Linked DNA regions of Triticum aestivum: region 2 is linked to region 1. Evidence: chromatin contacts called from public HiCAR-type data. All regions are on one chromosome and are shown on one strand. Each heading gives the region's core, a stretch centred on a gene start, on an enhancer-like site or on the middle of the called end of the contact. The rest is flanking DNA. Distances are from core to core; before and after follow the strand shown. Region 1 holds the start of LOC123092457. Region 2 holds the start of LOC123092458 (omega-3 fatty acid desaturase, chloroplastic).

The links. HiCAR-type assays count read pairs that join an accessible place to other places.
Region 2: a contact with region 1 is called in a HiCAR-type map of leaf, with 3 times the contacts expected there. The contact joins the promoter of LOC123092458 here to the promoter of LOC123092457 in region 1. A contact is called at or near these places in 1 of 5 Hi-C or Micro-C datasets (leaf) and 1 of 1 datasets of contacts at active chromatin or transcription factors (leaf).

The regions. Positions count from the first base shown.
Region 1 is chr4B:417,592,037-417,595,961 of IWGSC CS RefSeq v2.1, reverse strand. It overlaps LOC123092457, which reads right to left and starts at 1,441. Exons shown (of 5, transcript XM_044514241.1): 1 at 1,215-1,441; 2 at 901-1,073; 3 at 738-805; 4 at 584-646; 5 at 1-491. The coding sequence starts at 970. The coding sequence ends at 381. It overlaps LOC123092456 (phosphoinositide phosphatase SAC8), which reads right to left. Exons shown (of 16, transcript XM_044514239.1): 12 at 2,978-3,086; 13 at 2,826-2,898; 14 at 2,651-2,744; 15 at 2,059-2,125; 16 at 1,522-1,980. The coding sequence ends at 1,853.
Region 2 is chr4B:417,824,142-417,827,856 of IWGSC CS RefSeq v2.1, reverse strand. It overlaps LOC123092458 (omega-3 fatty acid desaturase, chloroplastic), which reads right to left and starts at 1,530. Exons shown (of 8, transcript XM_044514242.1): 1 at 914-1,530; 2 at 708-797; 3 at 551-617; 4 at 346-438; 5 at 74-259. The coding sequence starts at 1,389.

The sequences.
Region 1 (3,925 bases), core at 192-2,691:
ATACGCCACCCGTGTCCCCTCTTAGCACCATTCAGTCCGCAAGCAAAATATGCCTCCTCGTACCATTTATCCGTCCAAGATAAGAGTTAGTACATGTGATGTATGGCGCTGGCGGGTGAGAAGTTAATCGCACGGTCGTCAGCCATCCCCATCACGAAATTATTAAAACTAAGTAGAGTAGATACATGTATCCGTCCACAATCATTCCCACTTGTTGCTAAAAGGTAGCGTCTTGGTTTCGTTTCATTTAGCATGCGCAGAGCAGTACAGCAGCCAGGCATGCTAAACGCATTGGCATTATTCCCTCCGTTTCATAATATAAGAGTGTTTTTTAAGCTACTACATCACATCGCTCGATGACCGGACGATTGGTTTGTGAGTCACGATGGCCACCACCATCTCTTGGTCTCCAGGGATTTCCTGATCTGCTGACCGAGGGTGGCAAAGTTTTCCGCCTCGCTCTCAAACTCTGCGGATTCTTCGACCATTTTCTGGCATCCAAGAAACAGGATATCAGTGTCGTCAAGATTTACCGTACTCACTTGGTGTCGATTGAACAACAGAAGGAACCAAATCGTTTTACCGCGAGTTTCTCCTGCCGCTCCATGAGCTTATCCTTTGCGTGCGCCGCTGCCGCGGCAGCATCCTGGAGCGCAATTTACAGCTACTAGCTAAATCAGCAAGAGACAAGCAATATAGGGGTAGATGTAAAATTCAAAGGTGGAGAAATATAATACCCCGTTGAATTTATATTTTGTGAGGATCTCTTGGGTGCTTCTCATTCTCGGTTGCTCGACCTCCGGCTCTGGTAGCAGATAGTAGTTAGCATTCTTGTCAGAAAAAAAGGGGGTGGTTGTTTCTACCCTTGGAACTGGATGCAGGAAACCCCCTCAACCTTACCTGCTTTGTTATTCCAATTAAAAATGGACCAAGTTGATGCCTCTTTCTTCGGATCATCAGTGATTGCCATCAGCTGCACGCTTAGGTTCCGTGTGCTGAAACTTTATTTCAGTATATTGCTTTGAATCCTTTCGTGATCGGTGCCACCAAGAATCCCAGCTATTAGATCCCTCCTGTGTTGAAAACTTCATGTTAAGCCAGCCAGCAGAGCAGACAACAGAGAGGAGATCAGCTAAATCCCAAGATGCCATGCCGCCTTATCTGCAGGTAGCCGAAATCCAGCAAAAAATACGGAGACATTTAGACCGATTCACCTGCGACAGAAGACACTTGACGCAGCAGGGCAGCCTGAGAAAAGGCGCGGCCTTGCCCTACGCTACAAAATCCAAGGTGAATTCGAGATCCCAATGTGGATGGCAGCCGGCAAAGAGAGGGATGAAAGAGAGCAAAACAGGGACGGTCTTTTTTTTGCTGGCTACCTGTTTTGTTGATAGCCTTGAACCGTGGCCTGCCACCACTATCTCGGGAGCGCTTATTTTTGGGCAGCTTACGCCTGTCTGTCCTTGGTTAAGCTGGCATTATACAAGAGCCAACCTCTCACTCTGGAGTATGCCTGTCGAATTCAGTAATTTTAAATTCTGTGTAGACAATTTCACAAGTTTAAGATACAGAAACTGTGCGGTAGAATTCAATGTTACAATTTAACCTTAATTTTCATTACTACAAGATGGCGTGTCTCTGACTGCACAATCCACTATTTACCAGGAAACCAGACAATCTAACCAGGTGTTACAAAATTTACTTCAGATTAACCGGACCAGCAAGCCAACCTTTCCCTTGCTTAATCTATCTACGCTGACAGCGGACACGTAGCTTGCTATCAACACTTCATACCCATTCAGATTCCAGCAACAAAGCTCTGAGAACTGGACAAGAGAAAAGGGACCGCCAACTAGATCAGACCGCATAATCGGGGTCTAGAGCAGAGCTGCTTCCCATTCGCTTTCACCAAGGCTATCACTCCGGCTGTCAAGCCAGCAAAGATGATGGACGAGATGAGGTGTTGTGCGCTCCGTCCAACTGCAGATGGGAAGACGAGATCAGTAATACACGGTGCTAAACAGGAACCTACGGAGCCAAGATGAGTACAAGGCAGACCTTGACTAAGAGTGAAAGTTGTGACAGTGATCCCACCAACTATGATTGCCGACGCCACAGGAAGATACTTTTTCCCAGCAAATGCAAAACTTATGTCAGAATCGATTGCATGGTTAATGCTGCATGGTTGGTTGAAGAATAGGAAGAGTTGCAAAAACCATCTATAAATGAGAGGAACCATACTAAGGCAGAGAAGATGGACAAGGCTGCTTACTGGTGCAGATTCAAATCCAATGATTTGAAAAGGAGAAGAACTGCTTTTGCTGACCGTTTAGTAACCACTGATAAGATCTAGAGCATCCTAGAGTTGAAATTTTTGGTTTCAGAAGAACCATACGATTAGCACAACTTTGTAAAATATAAACTCTAGTACTAAGAACAGGTGTTACAAGTGATAATCTAGCATGAACGCGGGGGCAAGTTATAATCTAGCAACGAACAAACTGTATCAAAAGCTAACTGAAAGAAACATACCCTAAAAACAATTATTTTCTGATAAAAGTAGGACATCTATTCATGATAGCAAATATTAGGCGGGAATGCAAGATAGTTCGTGTGGAACATCAGAAACGACCATACGTTCACAACTTACTTGTCGCACTCCATCATGAGAATTGTTCAAATAATACCGGGAAAGAGCGCTCATGCCATCTTTAATCAATCCAGGCAGTGTCTGCCTTCCATACCTGTGTTATTTGAGTTGTCAAGAACTTGACGATATAGACATAACAAAGTTGATTCAGGAAAGATGGTATGCTAGAAATTACCTTACAAGGTCTCCCTTTAAGGCATAAGAACCAGCATATTCAAGGCTTAGCTCATCACCATGCTCAACCCACACTGCCAAGCATGTATTAAGCATGAATACGATACATGTAAAACTGTCTAAAGCACCATACTAAACATCACCATACCTTACATTTTTTAAATTTATCGTTAATGCTATCAGATTGAGAGATACTTTCAGCTGATGATAATGCCCCCATTCGCTGCAGCTGTGAGTCCAAAGATTTTCTTGCAAGGAAACTCTGGAAAGCAGCACTCAAAAAGAATTCACCATGACGATATGAAATGATTCAGCAATGTGTTCATCAGACAATTAAAAGTAGCAAGGTCTGAATCACGAAACATTAAGCCTGTCAATCAAAATAATGTGATATCAATCACATGAATATTTAGACCTTCCTATTGTATTTTAGTCAATGTTACTGTTCATTCAGTTGCAACCTCAATATAGTCGCAAGGGAGTATAGTTGCTTCAAGGAACTAAGGCCGAACCAAGTCAGAACTATATTATGGTTTTCTAACGGAAACCTGTGGGGGAGGCTCCGGCAGTAACTTTTATTTAGTATTAAAAAATATTTACATTAAAGAGATATTAACAATACTGAGGGTGCTGTACAAACACAGATGAGAGGAAGGGGCTACAGAGATTCTCTCTTAAACAAGGGAGCTAATCCATGCTCAGAGAGAAGCTGCAAGCTCCTCACTCATTAAGAAAGCTAAGAGAAGGAGATCCTTCTTGACGAGGAGAGATCAAACAAAAAAAACGAAACAGAGCCATGGCTACATGGATCCCCTTTCTTTAAAACAAATACAGTATTTTAAAACCTCAAAATACCGAAATTTGTTTTACATCTATATATAGATGTGTAGTGTGTACGTATAAATTTTCATTAGTATATCTTTTCAGTTGTGATGTACACAAAAAAGATAAATATGTGGATTAAAAAATAGAGTTACCATTTGCTTTTATGGATCCACAAATTTGTCTTTTCTGTGCAGCTTACAAACTAATGCATTTCTCAATAAGATTTTGCAGATATATCTGTGTGGAAAAAAAGCTTTTAAACTTCAAAATGTGTTT
Region 2 (3,715 bases), core at 281-2,780, 230 kb before region 1:
TCACATGAATTGGCTTATCCAAATTCTAAGCTTGCCGAAATTGGGCGTCTGATGAAAGGCGTGAAGCTCTTACCACATATGGGACTGCATAGAGCTTTAGCATTTTAAGAGGCCCCATCACAAAGGACAGACCTGCAAGAACCCCAATCATTGCCAGCCAGGATGCAGTGGATGTTAGCACATCCTTGTTCTCATTAGGTTGGAACAAATCGCTGTTCGGGTTGAAGTGTGAGCCTTCCTTGCCAGGGCTCCTCGCAAACTGCACACAACAAGAATTTACCATGTTAGAAAACAAGACCAACCAATTCACACGTCGCGGTAAAATCAAGCAGCTTTGTGCCTCACCAAGTATAAGGGGAATGCAAGCATGGGAAATGGCATGCTGAACCGCAACTTCTTTGTCATATTGTCCAGGCTATTGTACAGCCTCTGGGGTAGCTGCAAATTATCACAATTCAAGGAATCATCAAGCACAACTCACCAAAACGCCACCTCTCTGAAGAATTATGCATGCATGAACCCACCGAGAAGCAAAGAGCCAAAGACCTACCGGGTGCCAGGATTCGTCCTTCTCCACATGGCCGTGGTTCTGGTGGTGCGTCCTGTGGCTGATCCTCCTGCAATAACGTTCACACAAGGCGCCGCCTTTCTTAGCATCAATAACAATTCCACAACAAAGAAGAAAATACAACATGCACTCATCGTACCACCCGTTGTATGGAACGAGAATTGAGGAATGGAGTATGTGGCCGACCACGCTGTTCAGCTTTGGGTTGCTTGAGAAGCTCCCATGCCCACTGCAAACACCAAAACAGTCGTTACAGGACAAGAGACAAACATTGTGGTTTCAGGCTAAAACCGGCATGGAAGCCCAATCTTTGGGTCTGGGGTACGGAGGGAGGACGGCCCGTACCAGTCGTGCCCCAGGACGAAGAGCGCCCAGAACATGGTGCCCTGCGCGGCCCAGTAGAGCGGCCAGACGAGCCAGCTGTCGGCCCGCGCGGCGGCGGCGGCGAGGCCGAGCACGACCAGGACGTCGCGCAGCACGTAGCTCATGGACCGCCACGGGTCCTTGACCCAGCAGTGCTTCGGGATGGCCGCGCGGATCTCCGCCAGGCCGAACGGCGGCGGCGCCCCCGGGTTAAACCCGGCCGAAGAGCTCCCGGCCTCCTCCGCTCCCCCGAGACCCCTTCTATCCTCCTCGAAGACGGAGGCGAGGCGGGTGGGCGCGGCGACGCGGAGCGCCCAGTCGCGGTGGATGGCGGCGGGCGCGGCGCGACGCGGCCCCGCGGCGAGGTGGGGCGGCGACGGCAGCGCAATGGCGCTGCCGCGGCTGCGCGCGCGGAGCGGCGTGAGACCGCGGCAGTCGGAGAGGGCGAGCCGGGCCATTGGGCGACGGCGCCGCAGCGATGGATGGCTAGCTAGTCCAGTCGTGTACCACCACGGCCGCGCCGGTCGCCGAGGATCTTGTGCGTCCGGGAGGGTGGAAGGGACTGGGGTTAGCGGTGGTCGGGATCGGCAAACGCGAGGTTTCTATATACGCGCGAGAGGGAGGGAGATCGCTGGCGCGTGCGAGGGAGCGCGCGCTGGCGAGGCGGGGCGGGGGGACGGGGGAAGGGGAAGGTGCGCGTCGGCATCGCGATGGAATTGGGTATGGACTATGGAGTTGGACGCGGTGCGGTCGACTCGGACCGGGATGGCGGTCGGACCCGGGTCCAGCCACGGGAGCTGGCACGTGTGAACTGCCGCGGGTGGACTCTGACGCCGCTAACTTGTTTTTTTGACTGGTTACTTTTTTTTGGGACTATACTAGTGCTTTTTTGGGAAAAGATTCCGGGCGTCTGGATTTTGCCGATGGCAAATAGAGCTTTTTTATGTCTACTTTAGTTAATGTATAATTATCAACTAAACTTGCCATCCTCATGTCAACTGCCATAAAAAACGTTCAATTTACTATGGGCAAAATCTAAATGTTTGGGACTTATCGGGTTTTTTTTTCTCTTATACTTCCTCTTTCCAATATAAGAGACTTGTTTATTTAAAATTAACTTTTTCCCGACGGGAAGGTCGTAAGTTGAAGGTGTTTGATACGCTGCATGCTTTTGGGCATCTGTGGCAATCCATGTCCAACCAGCTGTTGCGGAACACAAACCGGACATGTGATGCATTGCCGCCACCAAAATTGACAGTTCACGTGAATCTAGGGTTTAGGAAATTAGAGGCCATTATGGCCATTGAAAAATATACACAGAGACAATATTAACCTTTTGGTCATGGTACTTCATTATATTGAGTGATGGTACTCTCTAACACTAGAAGTGGAGTATCAGCCTACGTCTACGCTCATAGAGGTGAGTGTATGAGCGTCTGCGTCTGTAATGTGTTCAAAAAAAGTGAAGTACTAGTCAATATTAACCATTCGATTAGGAGGAATGAGTGACCTATATTATCTTGTGGGTAGCTTCTTGGAGAATGAAGGGAAGTCACAGCTTGCTTTATTCTCGGGCTGAATAAAGTGCCTAGGAAGGGTCATTGGCGGCATTAGCTTGGATCAAGGCATAGACCGCCTTCATTTACTGTAGTACTCTAGCTACAGATAACGAATGAACTGGGCCTCAAGCAACGGACAGACTGCCTGGGGCTGTCTCTGCCACTAGAAAGGTTGCACGAAGAATTGTGCTTCATCAACCAAATTGGTGAAGTTAATGTCTCCTTTTGGAGTAGGAGCATTATGTTAGACACGTGTGCCAATAATGACTATCCTAATTATCTTCCTTGTGAGCTTTGTCTTTGCAACCTTTTTTTCGCTCCTAGGGCTACTTTGATTCAAGGAAATTCCCTAGGATTTTTGGATGGTTAGAATCAATAAGAATTTTTTCTAAGTTGGTCGTTTGATTCACAGGATTAAATCCTATAATTCCTATGGATTTTTTCTAAAGAATCATGTGTACTATATTTCATAGGAAATCTAACATTCACTCCATTCTTTTTTTATAATTTTTTTGTTTTTTCTATGGCATCAAACACTCTCTACTAACCCTATAGAGTTCAAGTGGGCATGCCACTCGAAGGAGCCCTTTGGTTTACATGAATTTTTTAGGAATCATAAAGGATAGGAATTTTGTAGGAAATTTTTCTTTGGAGCTCTTTGGTTTGTAGAAATGGATTCCTATTTGTATGTAGGATAAGAACCCATCCTTCACCTTTGAAAGGCAAAAAGTAGGCCTTTTTGGTTCATAGGATGGGAATATCATAGGAATAGGAAAAAGCATATGAAGTGAGGTGATCGTATGTCAATTCGTAGATGGAAAGAGATGTCATTTGATGCAGAGGATATAATTTTTTTTCATTGAGTTTAGACTAATGTTTTTTTAATGTGAGGGATTGGTTTTTATCCTACATAGGAATAGAAATCCATTACTACAAACGAGATGGCTCCAAAGAAAATTTTCCTTTGAAAAGAAGGCCTTAGCCTAGAATCAGTGAAAAGTACTATCGTATGCATCAAATGACATCTCTTTCGATGAGAAATTGAGATACATGTCACCTCACTTCCTATGATTTTTCTATGAGATCTATTTTGTATCATTATGATATTTCTATCCTATGAGCCAAAAGAGACCAATCCTATATTTTTCATATTCATGTGTTGTGACAATCCTATGAATCAAAGAGAGTCATAATCTTCTTTCCAAACAGTACGGTGAAGAAACAA